Linked DNA regions of Mus musculus: regions 2, 3, 4, 5, 6 and 7 are each linked to region 1. Evidence: chromatin contacts called from public promoter capture Hi-C data. All regions are on one chromosome and are shown on one strand. Each heading gives the region's core, a stretch centred on a gene start, on an enhancer-like site or on the middle of the called end of the contact. The rest is flanking DNA. Distances are from core to core; before and after follow the strand shown. Region 1 holds the start of Dmpk (dystrophia myotonica-protein kinase). Region 2 holds the start of Napa (N-ethylmaleimide sensitive fusion protein attachment protein alpha). Region 3 overlaps Sae1 (SUMO1 activating enzyme subunit 1). Region 4 holds the start of Ap2s1 (adaptor-related protein complex 2, sigma 1 subunit). Region 5 has its middle 20 kb from the start of Slc1a5. Region 6 holds the start of Strn4 (striatin, calmodulin binding protein 4). Region 7 holds the start of Dact3 (dishevelled-binding antagonist of beta-catenin 3).

Region 1 (2,606 bases), core at 49-2,548:
AACCATATCCCTGTCCCAGCATGTGACTGTTCACTCCTGGGAGAGACTTAGCCCACAGTACCCCTGGGTGAGAGGGCAGGGCAGGGGCCATCCCCACTCCTGCCCAAACTCCACCCCTTGCTATGGTCTGTGATTTTGAAAGTGTTAAATTATGGAAGCCCTGAGGGCCCTCCTTGTTCCCCTGGACCTCTTATTTATACTAAAGTCCTTGTTTGCACAGTGTTTCTGTTCCCTGGGGCAGGGTAGGGTGGGGGTTGCAGTACTTGGCCTCCAAGCTGTGCTCTGACCAAAGGAAGCCCAATCTTAGCTGTTTCCCCATCCCTAGCCCCGAGCAGAGAGCCCTCTGAAAGATGAGTCTCGACCCCCAAAGTCAAGAGGCTGAGATGGCCTTCCTACTAGGTCCTTGGAGATGTTTGAAACTTGTTTTAAACACCAGGACTATCCAAGCATGCTCTCCTTGGGGAGAGGAGGATGCTGGAATTGACTGCACTCCCTGCCTCCTCTGAACATGCCTTTGCAGTCTGCTGCCCCTGGCCCATTTATGACTGGCCATCTAGTGCCAGCTGGAGGTCATGATTTCCTCCCCAGAGAACTGGCCACCCTAGAAAGAAGCTAACTTGTCGCCTGGCTTGCTGTCCAGGCAGCTCCGCCCTCAACCCCTAAAATGTTTCTGTCTCTAATCCTAGCCCAGGCAGGAATGTGGCTGCCCCGGCCTGTGGCCAAGGAGCTATTTTGGGGTTCTCTTTTGCTTAAGGAGGGCCTGGATCCACCACTTGCCTCCCCCAGGCTGGGGCCAGCAGGTCACCCCTGGCCCTGGCGGCTGAGCAAACTCTCTCCTGATCTTCCTTCTACCTCCTGCCAAAAAATGGGGGGGCGGGTAATACAGCAGGCACAGGGGCTAAATTTAACTGTCCCAAAGTCGGAATCCATTGCTGAGTCACGAAGAAGCTGCCCCTGGCCTTTGCCCCCCCCACTACCCCCTCACCCCCTGTTGCCCAGGCATCAGCCCTTTCCCCCAACCCCTCCCAGCTCTGAGTCTATAGACTGGCTCTCCTGGGCACTGACACCTCCCACCTGTAACTCCCTGTGCTCTCTTTATGGGTGGGTAGAGTCAATGGGGGGGGGCAACCCTGGAGTATTACTCTGTCCCCTGACATTGGGCTCTGAAGAGTTTTGAGGGGCCCTGGAAGAAGGGAGTTGGGGTGTTGGCTCAGGAGGGGTTAAAAACTGGGAGGCGGGAGGGGGGCTGGGCCAAGGGGTGGAGAAAAGAGGAGGAGGCCTTAAGCATAGAACTGGCCAGAGAGACCCAAGGGATAGTCAGGGACGGGCAGACATGCAGCTAGGGTTCTGGGGCCTGGACAGGGGCAGCCAGGCCCTGTGACGGGAAGACCCCGAGCTCCGGCCCGGGGAGGGGCCATGGTGTTGCCTGCCCAACATGTCAGCCGAAGTGCGGCTGAGGCAGCTCCAGCAGCTGGTGCTGGACCCAGGCTTCCTGGGACTGGAGCCCCTGCTCGACCTTCTCCTGGGCGTCCACCAGGAGCTGGGTGCCTCTCACCTAGCCCAGGACAAGTATGTGGCCGACTTCTTGCAGTGGGGTGAGTATGGATAGGAAGCCTGGGGTTGGGTGCAAGGCAGAGGTGGGTCTACAGGGCAAGAATGGGCTATGGAGGGGCAGGAGGGCCTGGAAAGGGCTTTTTGTAAGGGAGCCAAGCAGAGCTCATGACCTGACCCCAAGCTCCCCTGGTGAGGCACCAGGGTCAGTGAGGCCACCTATGACTCAGCCAGTGCAGGCTGGGGTGGGCATAGCCTCCTGCTATCTCAGCACCCACACTAGGACCTGGCAGCTTTCTCTTTTAGGACCCTTGGCTCCTCAAACTGGCTTCATAGCCCTCCCCAGTTTCCCAGAGTGTGGGGAGGGACAGCGTGGGGCAGCTGCCAGGGTGTGGCCCATAGGCAGGTGTTTGGCGTCTGCCTCCCCAGCTGCCCTGACAGGTGTCCAGGAGCTATGAGGGCACTGTGACTCACAGAGGCCCTGGGGGAGAACCAGCCCGGCAGACAGGCGCCACCGAGCACCCTTTCTGTTCCCCAAATTAAGAGGAAGGAACAACTTCAGCTTCTGAGTGTGCCCATCCCTAGCACTCTGATCCCGCCCAGCCTTTGTGGGCCAGATTGGTCATCCCTCCTGGCTTCTCATCTGCTTTTGTGGTTCTAGCTCAAGACCTCTAATTCCTCTGCTGACTTAAATGCCCTTCCCCAGAGGTCTTCTCAGGCCTAGTGGACAAGCTTGGAGCCTTATCTGCTCCTGCCCAACATTGAGCCAAAGCTCCAGCTTACCCCAGCTTCCTTACAAGTAACGACCTGTTTTGTTGCTCTGTGCCTATTATTAAGGGTCCAGGTCTTGATTCTTGGCTGTCTGCCCATGTGTGTGACCCTAGTGCATTCTCCCCTCCTCCCCCGTTTCACAGATGGAAAGGTTGAGGCCATCGGTTAGACTGCTAAGCCTGTGAAAGACTTTTTCTCCTCTCCAGTCTTTAGTGTCTCCCTCAACCTTTCTTTTGAAGGATGGGGTTTGGGCTGGCAGGGTAAACTGAGAACTGGGGTGGGGG
Region 2 (2,606 bases), core at 72-2,571, 3.0 Mb before region 1:
TACATTTGGGGAAGTGTTCAATGGGAAAGGGTCAGAGGAAGATGTCTTTTGCCTTTTCCTGTCCCCAACACCCAACTCACATAACACTTTCCTCAAATGTTCCCTGCTAATCAGCGAAGTTCAGTAAAGAAGAGATACAGATTCCTGCACCACAGCACACTATAGGGATTGGAATCACTGTGGGCAGGGCCCTGGGGACTGACCTTTAGAATAACTGTAGATTTACAGAAAACTAGCCTATGCTAGTTCCCACATAGCAGTTTCTGTCCTATAGTAAGATGTTGCTCTTACTATAGCATAGTGTATTTAGTACAGATACTGAACCACTGTCAATAACTGACTGTCCATGCTTTATTTAGACTTTTCCACTAATTTTTAACTGTGTGTGTGTGTGTGTGTGTGTGTGTGTGTGTGTGTGTAGGCCAGAGGTTGATGTCAGGAGTCTTCTTCAGTTGTTCTGCACCTTAGTTTTCGAAACCAGGTCTCTCTCTGGCCCTGGAACTCATTGATTCTGCCAGACTGGCTGGCCAGCAAGCTCCAGGCATATGCCTGTCTCCCACCCACCCATTCCTGTTACAGGTGCCCGCTGACACACCCAGCTTTTTACATGGGACTGAGTATCTAGTGACATTCTGTGTGTGGCACTGCAAGATACTCCCTAAAGGCATTGTGTGTGTAGGTTAGAGAACAATTTGGAGGAGCTAGTTCTCACCTTCTACTATGTGGGTCCCAGGAATAGGAATATGGTTGTTAAACTTGGTAGCAAATGCCTTTAGCAGCTGAGCCATCCAGCTAGAAATGGAGACCTTCTGGATTCCCCAAGCCAATTCTAGAGACGATCGCCAGAGGGAGTAAGAAGGTTCGTTTTCACTGCACAGTTTTTTCCCAAGTGACTATGACGTAAAGCGAAACAGGAGGCGGAGCTAAACTGCTGGGTCAGTCAAACCTGGAGCATGAACCTAGAGGCGTCACATGAGCGCCGCGACACTGGTCAGGTGATTAGTGTGACCCAGTTCCGCCGAGGCGTGGCAGAACAAGTCTATAGAGCCTGCTGATTGGTTGGAGGGAGTCAAAGGTCGCGCTTTGGGGGCGGTGGGCTCTTGGCGGTTCGGGCTTATGATTGGCTTATTTGGTGTCACGTGGCAATGCGCTTGTGGGGGTTCCAGGAGGCTAGCGGCGTGTGCTCACGTGTTGGGGGGGGGGGGGTCAAGGTGCTGAGTGCGGTAGCCGGAGGGGGCGTGCCGGGAGGAGAGTGCCTCGCAGCTTGAGCCCACTGGTTGGTTCGCAGGGTTCACGTGGGGTGGCAGGCCTGGGTGACGTCAACGCAGCGGGCGGAGCTCCGCTGAGTGCGCGGTGTCCGGGGCCTGTGAGTCGTCGCCAGGCTGTGTCGGGCCTGAGCCGAGCAGCTGCGCGACGTCATGGACAACTCCGGGAAGCAGGCTGAGGCTATGGCGCTGCTGGCTGAAGCGGAGCGCAAGGTGAAGAACTCGCAGTCCTTCTTCTCCGGCCTCTTTGGGTGAGCAATGGGCGAGGCTGGGCCCAAGGCGGGGAAGAGCGGGCTCTTCTGCTCTGCACTTTGGGAGCCCCTCAGCGGCCTTGCAGGCCCTGGCCGTGGCCCTATGGCTGACGACACCCGCTGACTGGTGGCCGCGCCTTTCCCAGGCCGGTGCCCGTGGATCTGTGCGGCCCAGGCTGCCGGGGTGAGGACACCAGACCGAGGGGACCCGGGCTGGGGCGTCCTTGGGCATGATGAGCCGGAGTACGAGGTGTGAGGGTGAGTGGGGCCCTGCTAAGAGTGACTGATGGCGAGGCCTGGACTGAGAGGTGGAGACTTGTGCTTGGGGAACAAGCATGAATGGACAGTGACACTGGTTTTAGCCAAGACAATGGTGATGGGAGGATGAGGCACACAAGAGAATCATTAGGGTGGTAGGACCACCGCCTACTAGGTGGTCCTCAAGTCTGGAGTCTGAACACACCCAGGAGGTGGCAAATACCTCACACAAAGTTTATGCAAGTTTGCCATCTTCAGCCATATTAACTTAGGAGCAGCAGAACCCATGCTTGGGATGCGATTCCGAGGTTTCTTTATCTTAAGGGAGTAGGTCTCTCTGAAAGGGCTTGTTGGTAAAAACTAACTGCAGAAGTTTGTTATGAGTATAAACTATGTGTACTGTGCTCAGAATTGAGTCTGGCCCTCTGAAAGGCTCATCAGGCAGGAAGAAGCAGACTCAGAGAGTGTAAGATGCTGATGGGGAAACCAAGATGGTAGGAATTGGAGTGCTTGAGGGGTCTGGGGAGAGGGCCAGAGCCTTGGGATATAGGAGGGGGTAGGGGGAGACGACACTACATGGCAGCAGGCAAAGCTCTTGAAGGAACAGGCAGAGAGGAACACTGGGGAAAGGTCCAGGCAGGTGTTGAGGAAGAGCTGTGCAGGGGTAGGACACAAAATCAGAAGCCTCCAAAGCAAGGATGGAAGGATACAGAAGACAACCAGGAAGTTGGGGAAAGCTCTGGGAGAGACTGTTATAAGCTGGGTGAGGACAGAAAGACATGAAGGGGAGGGAGAGGATGAAGCCATCCCTTGTTGTTTGCCATCAGATAAT
Region 3 (2,606 bases), core at 58-2,557, 2.7 Mb before region 1:
GCCAGAAAATATTCTCTCTCTCTCTCCCTCTCCCTCTCTGTTTTCAAGACAGGGTTTCTCTGAGGAGCCTTGGCAGACCTGGATCTCAGCTCTGTGGACCAGGCTGTTGTTGAACTCAAGGGATCTGCCTGCCTCTGCTTCCCCAGTGCTGAGATTAAAGGTGTGCACATGACTGTCTGGCCATATAACTACTACTTTGCTACTTCTGAACTATAATTTGGCTACTGTTACTAGTCATAATGTAAATATCTGTGTTTTTCAACAGCCAGCCTGTCAAGTCATTCGACACCTGAAAAAGTTGGCGACAGCAGCTCTAAACCAAGCAATCTATTTTTTGTTTGTTTGGTTTTTTTTTTTGTTGTTGTTTTGTTTTTGGGGTTTTTTTTTTTTTTTAAGACAGGGTTTCTCTGTATAGCCCTGGCTTTCCTGGAACTCACTTTGTAGACCAGGCTGGCCTCAAACTCAGAAATCCACCTGCCTCTGCCTCCCAAGTGCTGGGATTCAAGGCGTGCACCCCCACTGCTCAGCTCTGAGCAAGTTTCTTATCTTTGGAATTCTGTTCTCTCAGATCAAGTAACTGATCTATGAAAACTAATGTGCTGTAAAGCTAAGTCATTTAGTTCATCCCACAGTTAATTCCATGATGTAGGTTTAAAACGACAAAGATCTCCTTCAGGGTGGTCATTTTCTGCTGCAGGAAATGCCATTACACTGAACTTTATTTCCTGACTATGTGCTAAGCGCTGGCCTAAGAATAAGGCAATAAACAAAACTTTCCTAATCTCAACGACTAAAACCTAGTATTTTAAAAGCACATTTATTTATTCATTTATTGTGTGTGTACACATACATTCACAGAGGTCAGGGGCCAACTTCTAAGAGCTGATTCTCCCACCATGTGTGTCCTGAACTTGGATGATGTGGTTGGGTGACAAGTCCCTTTACCCATCCAACCAGCCCAGGAACTAAACTCTAAAGGGTACATGGAGTTGTACCTCAGTGGTAAAAGAACTGCCTGTAATACTTAACAGGCCCCAGACACAGACACACACAAAGTAAACACATGCAACTTAAAAACCAAAGTACCAAAAAGATGCTAACAAACCCAAGTGCCAGCTGCCTCCAGTTGGGCCTCTCCTACTGCCCTATTTATCACAGGCTTACGTGTGTTAAAAAGACCCAACTTCCTAGATGTGTGAAAACCACAAGCTCTGTTTTTCCTCTTTGTTTTCTGATGTTTCTAATTTAGGAGCACACCATGTACCTTGAACCCAAAGTGGTTTTACAACAACTGATTGAACCTAGGACAAGTGGGAGGAGAGGGGGACTCTGACAGACACCTTTCACAGGAAACAGGAAGTAGCTGCTTCCCTCACCCCATCTTGCAATCTGAATAGAACCCAACTACTTATTCTGTACAATTTAGGAAACCTTAAAATCTGGGTGAAGGAATTTAACTAGACAAAACTTCAAAATCACAGGGCCACTTGGCCTGGTGTCAGGAAGATATTGGGTGAGCCTGGTCTTCATTCTGAGTTCCAGGTCAGCCAGGACTGACACACTCAAAAAAATTATAAATAAGTAAAATAAAATCCCAAGGCCCTCTCTCTCCAAATAGAGAAGTTGTTACTACCAGGTGGCAAAGCCACAAGGCCAAACACTGCCACACCCTGTCCTTGCCCTGTGTTCTTGGTGAGACACAAAGCCAAGGTCTGGAATCCAGGGGATTGTCAGAAGGAATGTGCTGCATGCTGTGCGCCCTCAAGAGCTCAGGGTTGGAATCCCAGCTGAATAGTCCCATTGTAACAGCTGACTAACAATGTCAGCTGGGGAATATTTTGATATCTTCAATTTCTGCCCTCTGTAAGGAAGACATTGCACAAAGGGCAAAGTGCCGGCAGAGCGCTCAGGAATGGCACACCAAGACTGCCAAGTACTGGCCTGGGGTCCCCACATTCTCCTCATAGTGACAGAAAAGTGGCTCCCAAATGAAGCTTCCATATCCACCCTAGTGGGCATCATCAGAAGGGATTCCAGGGAAACTTCCAGCTGTGAATGGCTAACAAAGCAAGGGCTTTTTCCATATGAATGCAAAATGTGGGCCTCAATCAGAGAAGGCCCTTAAGCCATAAAACCCTTCACACCAGGGCCAAGTGTCACACTTGTAAGAGGGTGTGATTTATAAACTGACAGAGCCGCCCACAAAGCTCCTTTTGTGTTCCTCCATTTGTTAACAATGTCTCTCCCCACCAAACTCAGGCAACCCAGCAGAGAAAGCCTGACTGGGCCTCAAAAAGAAAGGACTCCAGGTTTGTTCACTCCGGGTAATTACAGTCCTGTGAATAGACACTAAAATTAGAGCTTAATAATTCCTCGGCATCAGGCTCACAGATAAAGCTATCCCAACACAAACACAAAAGTAAGGGACAGAAAATGCAGTTTTGTCTTGCTAGAAAACTTAGTCCCAGTGCTGTGGAACCTGCACAGAACCTCTAACCCTCAATGAAACTTTAAATGAATGTTCCAACCAACGGCTTTCCTTAAATATGGGTTTGGTCCCATTATTTCTCAGTTTTGTGAAACCAATACCAGCCACTTCAAATTGC
Region 4 (2,606 bases), core at 50-2,549, 2.3 Mb before region 1:
GTTCCAAGACAGCCAGGACTACATAAGAAACCATGTCTCAAAAGTAAAATAAAATAAAATAACCTACTTTTCCTAAGACTGGTGTGGTGGCATATGCCTATACTGTAGCCCCTTTGGTGGCAGAAGCTGCAGGATCAGGACTCCAACTGATCCTCCCCTACAAGGCTAGTCCTAGGCCAGTCCGGGATACATAAAACCCTGAGCTTAGGGGCTGGTGAGATGGCTCAGCGGTTAAGAGCACCAACTGCTCTTCCAAAGGTCCTGAGTTCAAATCCCAGCAACCACATGGTGACTCACAACCATTGGTAACGAAATCTGATGCTCTCTTCTGGAGTATCTGAGTACAGCTACAGTGTACTTACATATAATAAATATTTTTTTAAAACCCGAGTTTAAAGGAAAAAAAAAATCACTGGAGGGAAGAGTGAAACATGCCTTCTGAACGTGACAGAGATGATGCCAAACCTTACAGCAGCTGGGAGTTACTGCTCAAGGCCTGTAGGAGACCAGGCCCATCAGCATTTCACCACAGGTGGGCACGGATTGAGATGCTGGAGAGAAGACTCAGTGTTTAAGAGCTTTTGCTACTCTAGCAGATTCGGCTCCCAAACTCCAGTTCCTAGGTTCTTATGCTGTCTTCCACCTCTGTGGACACTGCAGGCATACTATAGACTTACCTACATGCAGGTGAGAACTCAAATACATAAAATAAGCAAAAAATTAAAAACCAGTCGCCGAGGGTGCGAGGGTCATATTCCCAGTAGTGTATTCTGTTAAAAGATGCCCATGCCCAAGTAAGTAACGCTCACATCCGCAACCCCAGATCAATGCCGTGGGTCACACGCTCCGCAAGAAAAACATACATGAAAAAAGGAACACTTTGGGGAAGAAAGGGTTTTGGTGGAGGAGAAAGAAGTAAGCTAATAATAATGGGGAAATATTATCAAAGCACATTATATGTTATAATTTAAAGCAAAGTTGAAAAGAAAAAACTACTATTCCCAGCATGTCCTTGCTGGTAGCTTTGGGATCGAGGAGCACTAGAACCACATTTCCCGAAATGCAACGCTCACTCAGTCTACTTTTAACCTATGGAAATTGTCCTTATTCAGAGTCCTTCATCCACAATGCATTTGGTACTCGCATTTGGCGACTAGGTCTCTTGATAGGAAAAAGGGCAGTCGCAGAGCATGCTGGGAAGGCGTTAGACCGGGGCCACCCTTGCCAACGCGTGCGTTTAAACTACAACTCCCAGAGGGCCGTGCCCGAGAAGGAAGGCGGGTTCTCCTGCCGGAAGTCAGTTCTAGCCCTGGGCCCCACAACTGCAAGCAGAGCCGGAGCCGCCCTGTTACAGCGGGACCCGGGCCTCTGGGGTCCAGACAGGGGTCGCCATGGTAACGGGGGGAGCGTCGTACCGGGGACAGGCAGAGGGGGGTGGTTCACGTACGGTCCCCGGGGTTTCGGTTTGGAGGTGACAAGCTTCCTCCTGCTGCGGATGATCCGGGCCGGGCGCGGGTTCTCGGGATTGGGGTCAGGAATGGGGATCAGGGGCTGGATGCTGCGCTGCGGGGTGTGCTTGTGGTTCCAAGCAAAGGATTTGGAGGGGAAGGAGTGTCCAGGGGAGGGACTGCCTTGGTGGGAGACATTTGGGGGTGATTTTGAAACCACAGAGGCGGGAGAAGATATTGGAGATGAGGAAGGGATGATGGAAAAGAACCAGAGACTCTACAGACAGGGTAGAGAGGGTTCCTTATGAGAAGGAAGGAGCTGGTTTTAAGGAGAGCTAGTGTTGGGGCAAATTGGATATGGCCAGGGTAGATGCTCTCCAGGGGAAGAAGAGGACCCTGGAGGCCGGAAGTTAGCCCCTGTAGGATTAGAGTTAGGCTGCTGCAAGAGGAGAGAGGGCTGTAGCAGTAGAAAGTGGATTCTAGAAGAAAATGGGGAGCAACTGAACAGAATGTTCCACAGAGGAGAGGTCCGGGGTGCAGAGTAGACTTGGAGGCGTCACATTTGAGGAGGGGGAGCTTTGGGAGAAGGGCTGAGCACTGGATTTAGGGGAACCTCCACCTCCAAGACGGGCCTTTTGGAACTAAGAGTTCTTTGGATAGGGACTTGGAGAAGAAGACTTGGGAGGGGGATGTCAGAACAGGAGGTGAGTAGAGGTCTTGGAGGTTCGATGCGACCTTTGTAAAAAGGGAGGCCAGCCTTGGACAGGGAGAAGGGGTGCTTGTAATGAAGGACAGGTGAAGCTTCCCGGAGTCGGGGCCAAAGGTGCTGGGGTCAGGGGGATGGAGGTTACAACGAACAATGTGGGGAGGTGGTCGGGAGGCTCCCTGAGGGTACAGCAGAGGGATGGATGTAGGGACTAGGGGCTGCTCAGATGTGTTCCCAGGAGTGAAACGATTCTCATTGAGGGAAACAGAAAGAAGTATTGGTTGAAGTGGGGTAGGACACAGAGGGCTTAACTCAGCCTTGCTTCCAGCTGTTCTTCCCTTCTGCTCCTGTGCCCACCCCCTTCCCTTCCTGGGTTTCCCTGGCTCAGCAGAAGTAGTTCTTGGAAGGGGCATGTAACATCCTGTTTGTGGTTTTCTGCTTAGGTTGAATAA
Region 5 (2,606 bases), core at 66-2,565, 2.3 Mb before region 1:
TGGGGAGGGAGGTGTGGCAGGGGAAACAGTGTTTGCTAAGAGGCTCAGGACGGAGGGGGCGGGGGGAGGGGAGGTGATGAGGACCACGCCCAGCTGGGGAGGGAGGTCTGGTTGACAGAAGGACAAGGAGCAGACTGGAAAGCAGAAGAAATCTGGGCTTGGTAGTGCGTGTTGGTTACCCTAAGCCCTTGGGACTCTGGGGTGAGAGAATGGTTTCAAATCTGAAGCCAACCTCGATGCCACAAGACGTTTTCTCTGAAAAGAGCTGGGGATGGTGGTGGTGCACGCCTTTAATCTCAGCACTAGAGAGGCAGAGGCAGACAAATTTCGAGGCCAGCCTGGTCTACAAAGTGAGTTCCAGGACAGCCAGGGCTACGCAGAGAAACCCTGTCTCAAAAAACCAAAAAAAAAAAAAAAAAAAAAAAAAAAAAAAAAAGAGCTGGGAATGCAGCTTAGTTGGTAGAGCACTTGCTTGGTGTGCAGGAAATCCTGTGTGTGTGTGTTGGGGGGCGGGGGGCGGCAATAATTTTTTGATAAATAAGTCTCATTATGTACTTCTGGCTCTCCTGGAACTCAGCACAAACCTGGCTGAACAGAGATCCAGCTGCATGTCTGTTTCCACCCCTACCCCCAGAAAAGCTTTGCGAAAGAAAGTGGGGGAAGGAGGAAGGCGGGAGGAAGAAAGGTTAGACAGAGCAGGGAGGAAAAGTTGGAAGGGTAGGAGCCACGGAGAAGGGCATGCTGGGAAAGCTGAGGGGTGCTGTGGGCCAGGGCCCCCATCGCACACCCTGGGGCACGCACAGCTTTCACCCACACAGGACACTTGGAGGCGGCTGGAATGTTAGGGGATCTTTTTACTCTGGGATGGAGGGGGATCTGTATGCCCTTTTGAGAGACTTCAGCCGTTTCCAGAGGCACAGCCTGAGGGACAGCCCTTGCTCCCCAGAGCCTTCTATGGGCTGCTTGGAGAACATTCCATTACAGGACCTTCTGGAACAAGTTGAGGAAGCTTGGCAGCCTCCACTGCCCTCGAGGCGGGGTCATTCTTTGCTCCAGCCGCCCCCTCCTTCTTCAGGACTCTCTCTCTCTCTCTCTCTCTCTCTCTCTCTCTCTCTCTCTCTCTCTCTCTCTCTCTCTCTCTCTCTCTCCCCCCCCCCCTTCTATTCTCTGACAGGACCCCTTAGGCTGGTACTTTTATAGAACACTTTAATAGAACACATGGGAATTGATCATTGAAGGCACATGGCCTGCACCGGACAGGAAGAGGTAGTGAAATTCCACCTCTCTCTCTCTTTCCCTTCTTCCGTGCCCTGAGGCTCTTCCCAGGAGGTACCCCAGCCTGTTTTATCCCATCCTCAAAGGCTCTCTTGGGAGGACTCCAGGCTCCAGCTGGATAGGCTGTGGGCTAGAGGTTGAGGCTCTGAAGTGCCCACATCAGAGACCCCCAGCAGGCTGGGCCTCCCTGCAGGAAGCTCAGAGGGCCACCGGTAGGGAAGGGCAGAGCCTGCATACCTGGATCAGGCCTAGTCCAGGGTCCCAGCGCCTGTGTTTGTTCTCAAAGTAGACATTATGTAAGCACACGCAGAGAAAGTTCTACTTAGGACACTCACAGGCCCTAAAGCTCACCGTTTTCTTACTTAAGAGTGGATTCCTGGGTTGGAGAGATGGCTCAGCAGTTAAGAACACTTGCTGCTCTTACAGAGGACCAGCGCCTACACAGCAGCTCACAACCGTCTATCAGTAATTCCAGTTCTAGGGGATCTAACAAAACACCCACCACACAAAATAAAATAAGGATCTTTTCCTTCCATCTCTTCTCTTCTCTTCTCTTCTCTTCTCTTCTCTTCTCTTCTCTTCTCTTCTCTTCTCTTCTCTTCTCTTCTCTCCTCTCCTCTCCTCTCCTCTCCTCTCCTCTCCTCTCCTCTCCTCTCCTCTCCTCTCTTCTCCTCTCCCCTCCTCTTTTCTTTTTTTTCCTCTTCTTTTTCTTCAAGACAGGGTTTCTCTGTATAGCCCTGGCTGTTCTGAAACTAGCTATGTAGACCAAGCTGGCCTTGAACTCACTGAGATCCACATACCTCTAACTCCCGAGCTGGGATTAAAGGTATGCCTTAGCACTACCTGGCTAAAATAAATAACTTTAATTAAATTAAAATAAATAAAATAAAAAGGGTGCATTTGAGTCAGACATGGTGGCATACATACGTCTGCTATACCAGTAGTTGGGAGGTTGAAGCAGGAGAATCAGGAGTTCAAAGCCAATCTTGGTGCCATAAGTTCCTGATTTAAACACAATATGGGCTGGCAAGGTGGTTTATTGAGTAAAGGCAATAGATCCCAAGGCTGATGACCTGTTTGATCCTCATGGTGGAAGGAAAGAACCAGTCTGAACAAGTTGTCCTTAGACCTCAGTCTTCACAGAAAGCTAACCTCACCTTCACACAGCCTTGGGTCCAATAAGTAGGTGTAGTGGATAGTGGTTGTGGTGGTTTGAATATGCTTGGCCCAGGGAGTGGCACTATTAGGAGGTGTGGCCTTGTTGGAGGAAGTGTGTCACTATGGGCATGGGTTTTGAGACCCTCCTCCTAGCTGCCTGGAAGTCAGTAGTC
Region 6 (2,606 bases), core at 55-2,554, 2.3 Mb before region 1:
CCACACATTATATACGCTGAGTCTGATGTTAAATGCTTGTATTCCCAGCACTTGGGAGGTGGAGGCAGGAGGATTGAAAATTCAAGGTCATCCTTGACCACTGCTTGAGTTTGAGGCCAGCCTGGGCTACATGAGACTGTCAGAAAAACAACAACAACAACAACAACAACAACAACAAAACAGTGTTTAAAGATGGCCCAGCAGGTTCTTGATACCAAGGCAGACCTGAGTTTAGTCTCCAGAACCCAAACAATACAAGGAAAGAATCAACTCCGGCAACTCAGCCTCTGACTTCCACACATGCACATGCACACAATAAACAAACACATGAAAAAAATCTAAGCGTATGCATCACTTGGAATTAGCCTTAGCCTTTTCAATCACAGTAGGTACAAAAAGGAGACCCATTCAGGAAAGCCTTTAAGGACATAGAAAGGGCAGTTACCCATGTGATTACTGTGACATCCAGGGACTCTTACCTCCCTAGGTTTCAGGCTGAGGGTGATCAAGAAGAGTGGTTTCACCTTGGGTCATCTGCCCTGCTGAGGGAGGAACCAGAAAGCATCAAATGAGCCAGCCCCTCCCAACAAAGTGCAATTTCATTCTACCCGCCCGTGAAAGTAGCTAATGAAGTCACAGACTCTTTTGTCTATTTGAAGTCCATAAGCCTGGTTACCACTTCAGTCGTCTCAGGAGTGATGTGGTGGGTAGGAGTCATCAATTGTAAGCTATAACTATCCCTCTTCCATGATGGTGTCCAGAAGGGCAGAAGTGACAGCAACTGTTACCATGACAACCTCTTCTCTAGACTCATGCATCCTTTGGAGCTAATCCTAAACATCCCCTATCTTACAGGACCTGATTGCTAGGATCATCAGACTGTGGGAGATTGCCCTGTTATAGTAACCAGGGCATGGATTTAACTGTTTCTCATCTCCCTGGAAATGGTCCAGGCCCTGTAACCATAGCAACTGTCCCACAGCAGCACTTGTCTTCTAAATAAAAACACCTGGTTGGTTTATCCATGGACTTTCCATAAGGGAAGGGGAGATGGTTACCATGGTAATGGCAACTGGGTTGGCTGGGGGAGGAGTGGGACAGAGGCATTCCTCTTAGAGGAATGTCTTTGGGGCTGGGCCTTTTTTCTACCTGAGCTCTAGGTGAGGGGAGGTTGCTATAGTAACTGATGAGGATAGGGTCAGAAGAACCACCAGGGACTTGGGTTACCTTAGCAACCTCCTCCTAGTGCAATGATAGTAGAGGTTTGGGACTCCACATATGCAAACTGGGAAGGGGCCTCCAGATTGGATAGGGTTATTATGACAACCGACTTCCTCTGGTCAGAGCCCACTCCCCACCCCAGGTCGTCTTTTTTGTTTTTTGTTTTTTTTTTCTTCACTAAGTGAAAGAGATGGGGGTGTATTTGCATTTGGAGGGGATAGGACTCTGACATTGGGGAGAATGCAGAAAAAAAAGTCCGGTCTGGTCTCTCGACCGCAAAGGAGACAATTGCGAGGGACCCTGGGTCCTTTGCCTACGTAGAGGCAGTCCCTCCCCCTCCCTGTCAGCACCCCCGCCCGCGCGCACCACCGGGGTCGACCCGGGTGGGTGGGCGAGGCTCGCGCCCAGCCCCGTGCTTGTCCCCGCTCCCCTCGCCCGCCCAGCGCGCGCGCGCGCGCACACGAGGCGGGGGTGTAGAAGTGTGAAGCTGCGCGTCCGCGCAGGCGCGCGAGGTACAGCGGGCGCGCGGGCCGGCCCCGGGGCCTCCATGATGGAGGAGCGAGCGGCCGCCGCGGTCGCATCGGCCGCCTCCTCCTGCCGCCCTCTGGGCTCGGGCACGGCTCCCAACCCGACGGCGGCGGCCCCGGCCTCCAGCCCTGCTCCTGGGCCCGGCCCGGTAGGAAAAGGAGGTGGCGGCGGAGGCAGCCCGGGCCCTACGGCGGGCCCGGAGCCCCTCAGCCTGCCGGGGATCCTGCACTTTATCCAACACGAGTGGGCACGCTTCGAAGCCGAGAAGGCCCGCTGGGAGGCCGAGCGCGCCGAGCTGCAGGTGAGCGCCACCGCTGCCCTCCCGCGCTCCCCGCCCCAGTCCTGCCCGGCCCGGCCTCGCCTCACCCGCCGCCGCCGCCGCCGCCATCTTGGAGCAATGGCCGCCGGGACGGCCGGGAGGGGGCGGGCAGGGCCGGCGACGGGCCGGCGGCGGGGTCCTCGGGGCCTCGGGGCGGACGCGGGCCGGGACCGGTCAGAGGATCTGAGCAGGGCCGAGTCTGCCGGGAGCCGCGAGTGGGAGTGACGAGCCCAAGCCCAGAGAGCCTGTCTGGGCGATGCGACTCGGGGTTCCCGGGGGACAGAGTGCTGAGAAAGTGGATGGGGTCTGCGCGAATAAATATGCCACGCCTCGCCTCCGGATCCTAACCAGATGCTGGCTGTCAGGGTGGAATGGACTAGATGTCTAGTGGGGTGACACACTCTTAACATCCACTGGGTGCAGGGAGTGAAGAGAGGAAGACTGGAAGCTGGCATGGGGTACCTTGGGGGAGTGGCTGGCCCGGAGCAATTGAAAGGTGGGAGGAAGCTTGATAGGAAGGGGTCCCAGGATGAAGTGT
Region 7 (2,606 bases), core at 47-2,546, 2.2 Mb before region 1:
GATGTAGATGAAGAGCACAGAGAGACCAAATACGTTTCCTAGTGTTACTCTGCCTTAAAGTGGCATAGACTCACCACATCAAAGTTGGTTATTGCCAGATGATCATAAAACATTATAAAAGACAGTTTCACACTATATTTTTCTTTCAATGACAGGCTGTCATAGTTAGCCCAGATTGGCCTCGAACTCACCGCGATTCTACGGCCCCATCCTCCCTTCCAGATCTGAGCTTTTAAGGAGTCAAAGGTCCGTCTGAGAAATGGGCTATTTCACAAACGTTGCCGACACACCGGGTGTAGTGACACATGCTGGCCGCGTGAGGGGGCGCTAGCCCGGCTTGCCCAGTGAGAAGAGGCAGAATGCAGCCTTCGAAAGCAGGCAGGCTCAGATTTAGAACTTCAGAACGTTGAGAACAGAGCATCTCAGAAGACTGAGAACAAAGCCTCTTAGAACCGTGAACAAAGGCCCCTGCGAGCTCAGACTGGTGGAACTCAGCTCCACCGCACCTGGAAGACAAAAAAGACCTCAGATTCTCTTCTGGTCAAAGCATAGAATATTTCACCCAGGGTCTTGTAATTCCGTAAATGTGCTGTTTTGATGAGACAGAAACTCGCTGTGTAATCCAAACTAGCTTGAAATTCACTATGTAGTTTAGGCTGGCCTTGAACTCTCAATTCTCCTCCTGGTTCAGCCTCCCCTATGATGGAATTACAGAGCCGGTTTGAACAGGTCCTGCTTAAAAGCATAATCAAACCGTAAGATGTTCAATCCGCTTTACTTCTGAGGGTCTGGGAAAGCTGCCTGGAAGAGGAGGCGTGATCCGGATTCAATCATCACTGATGATCCTTCTGCGCAGACTCAGAAGCTGAAAGTTTGGGAGGGGCGGCAAGAGCAGCTGCGGAGCTGTCACGTGGATCCAGTCTCTATTTATAGACCACCCTTCCCTGGACCTGGAGAGCCCAATGGCAGCCAGCGCTCGCCCGCAAGGGGGCGGAACCAGCTCCAGAACCAAGCGACTGGCACCAATGAAATTGGAGCAAGGGCGGGCTTGCTTCATTGTGATTATAAAGAAGGCGTGGCCACAGCCCCAGGATCGCCGCACAAAGGGGCGTGGCGAGTCTGATACCCCCGTAGGTAGTCCTGGGCATGCGTTGTTAAGGAAAAATGGGGCGGGGCGGAGCCCTGCGTCACGGAAGGCAACAACCAATAGTAGGTCGTTGTCGTGCCTTCAGGGGCGTGGTCATGTAGATGAGGCGCGGGTGGGCGGCCCAATGGGCGGGCGCCTATGCAGATGAGACGGTGACAGCCCGGCCAGCGGGCGGGCGGGCTGCTGGGGCGGGGAGGTGGGACCGGCGAGAGGGGCGGCCGTGGGGCCCGGCCGGGCTGGGGCGGGGGGCCGCAGCCATGATCCGGGCCTTCTCGTTCCCGGTGAGCCCGGAGCGGGGTCGGCTGCGGGGATGGTTGGAAGGCAGCCTGGCCGGGCTCTGCGAGTTGCATTGGCTCCGAGAGAGGCAGGAGTACCGCGTGCAGCAGGCGCTGCGGCTGGCCCAGCCCGGGATGGGGGGCGCCGAGGCTGAGGACGAGGAGGACGCCGAGGAGGACGAGGATGCGGCAGCGGCGCGCAGGGCCGCAGCAGCCCTGGAGGAGCAGCTGGTGAGGGGTCGCCTGTCCGTGCGTCCATCCATGCATTCCTCCCTCCCCCATTCGTTCCCCCACCTCCCTGCTCCTGTGTCCGTCTGTCTGTCTTGGTAGTGTATGCTCAGCACACCGGTCCTAGGGTAGGGGAGCAGGCAGGGGGAAAGAGATAAGACTGGAGACCTGGCTTTTCCTACCCCCAAATAGAGCTGATAGGGAGGATGCACGGCCTCCGTTGGACTCAGCATGGACCCTGTTAACCGTCCTGGATGCCTAGTGTGTGTTAAACCAAACATTCGTCTTCTTACAGATTTCCTATTTCATGAGGGTTTGAAAGTCCCCATTTTACAGAGAAAAAAACTGAGGCTTAGAGACAGGAAGAGACTCACCCAAGGTCACACAGCCGGCATTCAAACATAACCTCCCTCTGGGCCCCGCTACCCGGAATCCATCTTCATCTTTCCTTAAGTCTCGGGGTGCTTGGAGATCCCTGGAGGGGGCGGGGTGGGGGAAGGGGAATCTTCAGGCCTCTGGAGAGAGAGACCGGCTGCTGAGAAACCCCCGAACAGTCCCTGAGGACCCCCGGGGGCATTTTGATCAACCCAATGACACTTCTTTCTTCTACTTGGTCCCATGGCTCAGTAACACGGGGAGGCCAGGTGAAGATAGCTAGGGAGTGAGGGGAGAGAGAGTATGATTCGCCGAGGAACTCTAATGATGACTTTCAAATTGAAAAGGCTCCAGCTCTTTCTCCCTCCCTACATCACTCCTTGAGTCTGGAGACCCTTTCCGGTTGTTGCTCCAACCTTTCCATACCCCAGCATCTCTGTTTCATTTCCTTAACACAGTCTCTGTCTCTATGGTCTTCCAAGACCTGTAAAGCTTCCAAAAACAGAGGAGATTAGAAATGGGGTCGTGGTCTGTCTCTAGGCCTCAATGTTTTTCTGCCTAATGTCTGTCTCCATCTCTCT

The links. Promoter capture Hi-C pulls out the DNA fragments that hold promoters and counts their contacts. Capture Hi-C pulls out chosen DNA fragments and counts their contacts.
Region 2: a promoter capture Hi-C map of second pharyngeal arch cranial neural crest shows a contact between it and region 1. The contact joins the promoter of Napa here to the promoter of Dmpk in region 1. A contact is called at or near these places in 7 of 39 promoter capture datasets (cranial neural crest, embryonic stem cells, hippocampal neurons and 3 more), 2 of 115 datasets of contacts at active chromatin or transcription factors (astrocytes and embryonic forebrain) and 1 of 9 other capture datasets (liver).
Region 3: a promoter capture Hi-C map of liver shows a contact between it and region 1, with 4 times the contacts expected there. The contact joins the enhancer-like site here to the promoter of Dmpk in region 1. A contact is called at or near these places in 5 of 39 promoter capture datasets (cranial neural crest, hippocampal neurons, liver and 2 more) and 1 of 9 other capture datasets (liver).
Region 4: a contact with region 1 is called in a promoter capture Hi-C map of liver, with 6 times the contacts expected there. The contact joins the promoter of Ap2s1 here to the promoter of Dmpk in region 1. A contact is called at or near these places in 6 of 39 promoter capture datasets (cranial neural crest, embryonic stem cells, liver and 2 more), 5 of 115 datasets of contacts at active chromatin or transcription factors (astrocytes, embryonic stem cells, kidney and 1 more) and 2 of 9 other capture datasets (embryonic stem cells and liver).
Region 5: a contact with region 1 is called in a promoter capture Hi-C map of stem cell-derived epiblast-like cells, with 5 times the contacts expected there. The contact joins the enhancer-like site here to the promoter of Dmpk in region 1. A contact is called at or near these places in 5 of 39 promoter capture datasets (the C10 cell line, cranial neural crest, hippocampal neurons and 2 more) and 1 of 115 datasets of contacts at active chromatin or transcription factors (embryonic stem cells).
Region 6: a contact with region 1 is called in a promoter capture Hi-C map of embryonic stem cells, with 6 times the contacts expected there. The contact joins the promoter of Strn4 here to the promoter of Dmpk in region 1. A contact is called at or near these places in 9 of 39 promoter capture datasets (cranial neural crest, embryonic stem cells, hematopoietic stem and progenitor cells and 5 more), 6 of 115 datasets of contacts at active chromatin or transcription factors (embryonic hindbrain, embryonic stem cells, forebrain and 1 more) and 1 of 9 other capture datasets (embryonic stem cells).
Region 7: a promoter capture Hi-C map of liver shows a contact between it and region 1, with 3 times the contacts expected there. The contact joins the promoter of Dact3 here to the promoter of Dmpk in region 1. A contact is called at or near these places in 11 of 39 promoter capture datasets (the C10 cell line, cranial neural crest, embryonic stem cells and 4 more), 5 of 115 datasets of contacts at active chromatin or transcription factors (astrocytes, cardiomyocytes, embryonic stem cells and 1 more) and 1 of 9 other capture datasets (liver).

What each region holds. Positions count from the first base shown.
Region 1 is chr7:19,082,560-19,085,165 of GRCm38.p6, forward strand. Dmpk (dystrophia myotonica-protein kinase) reads left to right here and starts at 1,299. Exons shown (of 15, transcript NM_001379257.1): 1 at 1,299-1,595. The coding sequence starts at 1,436. It overlaps Dmwd (dystrophia myotonica-containing WD repeat motif), which reads left to right. Exons shown (of 5, transcript NM_010058.2): 5 at 1-216.
Region 2 is chr7:16,097,259-16,099,864 of GRCm38.p6, forward strand. It overlaps Napa (N-ethylmaleimide sensitive fusion protein attachment protein alpha), which reads left to right and starts at 1,322. Exons shown (of 11, transcript NM_025898.4): 1 at 1,322-1,516. The coding sequence starts at 1,419.
Region 3 is chr7:16,363,269-16,365,874 of GRCm38.p6, forward strand. All of the region lies in intron 5 of Sae1 (SUMO1 activating enzyme subunit 1), which reads right to left. Among named protein-coding and RNA genes, the nearest start is that of Sae1, 23 kb to the right of the region's middle. Within about 2 kb of position 1,308, at least 149 of the 459 cell types and tissues checked have an H3K27ac peak or open chromatin away from gene starts, as enhancers often do. A contact at or near this core is called in liver and stem cell-derived epiblast-like cells, where this site is marked.
Region 4 is chr7:16,737,145-16,739,750 of GRCm38.p6, forward strand. Ap2s1 (adaptor-related protein complex 2, sigma 1 subunit) reads left to right here and starts at 1,300. Exons shown (of 5, transcript NM_198613.2): 1 at 1,300-1,394. The coding sequence starts at 1,392.
Region 5 is chr7:16,760,421-16,763,026 of GRCm38.p6, forward strand. No RefSeq gene overlaps it. Among named protein-coding and RNA genes, the nearest start is that of Slc1a5, 20 kb to the right of the region's middle. Within about 2 kb of position 1,316, at least 73 of the 459 cell types and tissues checked have an H3K27ac peak or open chromatin away from gene starts, as enhancers often do.
Region 6 is chr7:16,814,585-16,817,190 of GRCm38.p6, forward strand. It overlaps Strn4 (striatin, calmodulin binding protein 4), which reads left to right and starts at 1,305. Exons shown (of 18, transcript NM_133789.3): 1 at 1,305-2,050. The coding sequence starts at 1,769. It overlaps Fkrp (fukutin related protein), which reads right to left and starts at 2,148. Exons shown (of 3, transcript NM_173430.2): 1 at 2,116-2,148; 2 at 480-542.
Region 7 is chr7:16,874,021-16,876,626 of GRCm38.p6, forward strand. Dact3 (dishevelled-binding antagonist of beta-catenin 3) reads left to right here and starts at 1,297. Exons shown (of 4, transcript NM_001081655.1): 1 at 1,297-1,653. The coding sequence starts at 1,405. It overlaps 9330104G04Rik (RIKEN cDNA 9330104G04 gene), which reads right to left and starts at 866. Exons shown (of 2, transcript NR_152128.1): 1 at 192-866.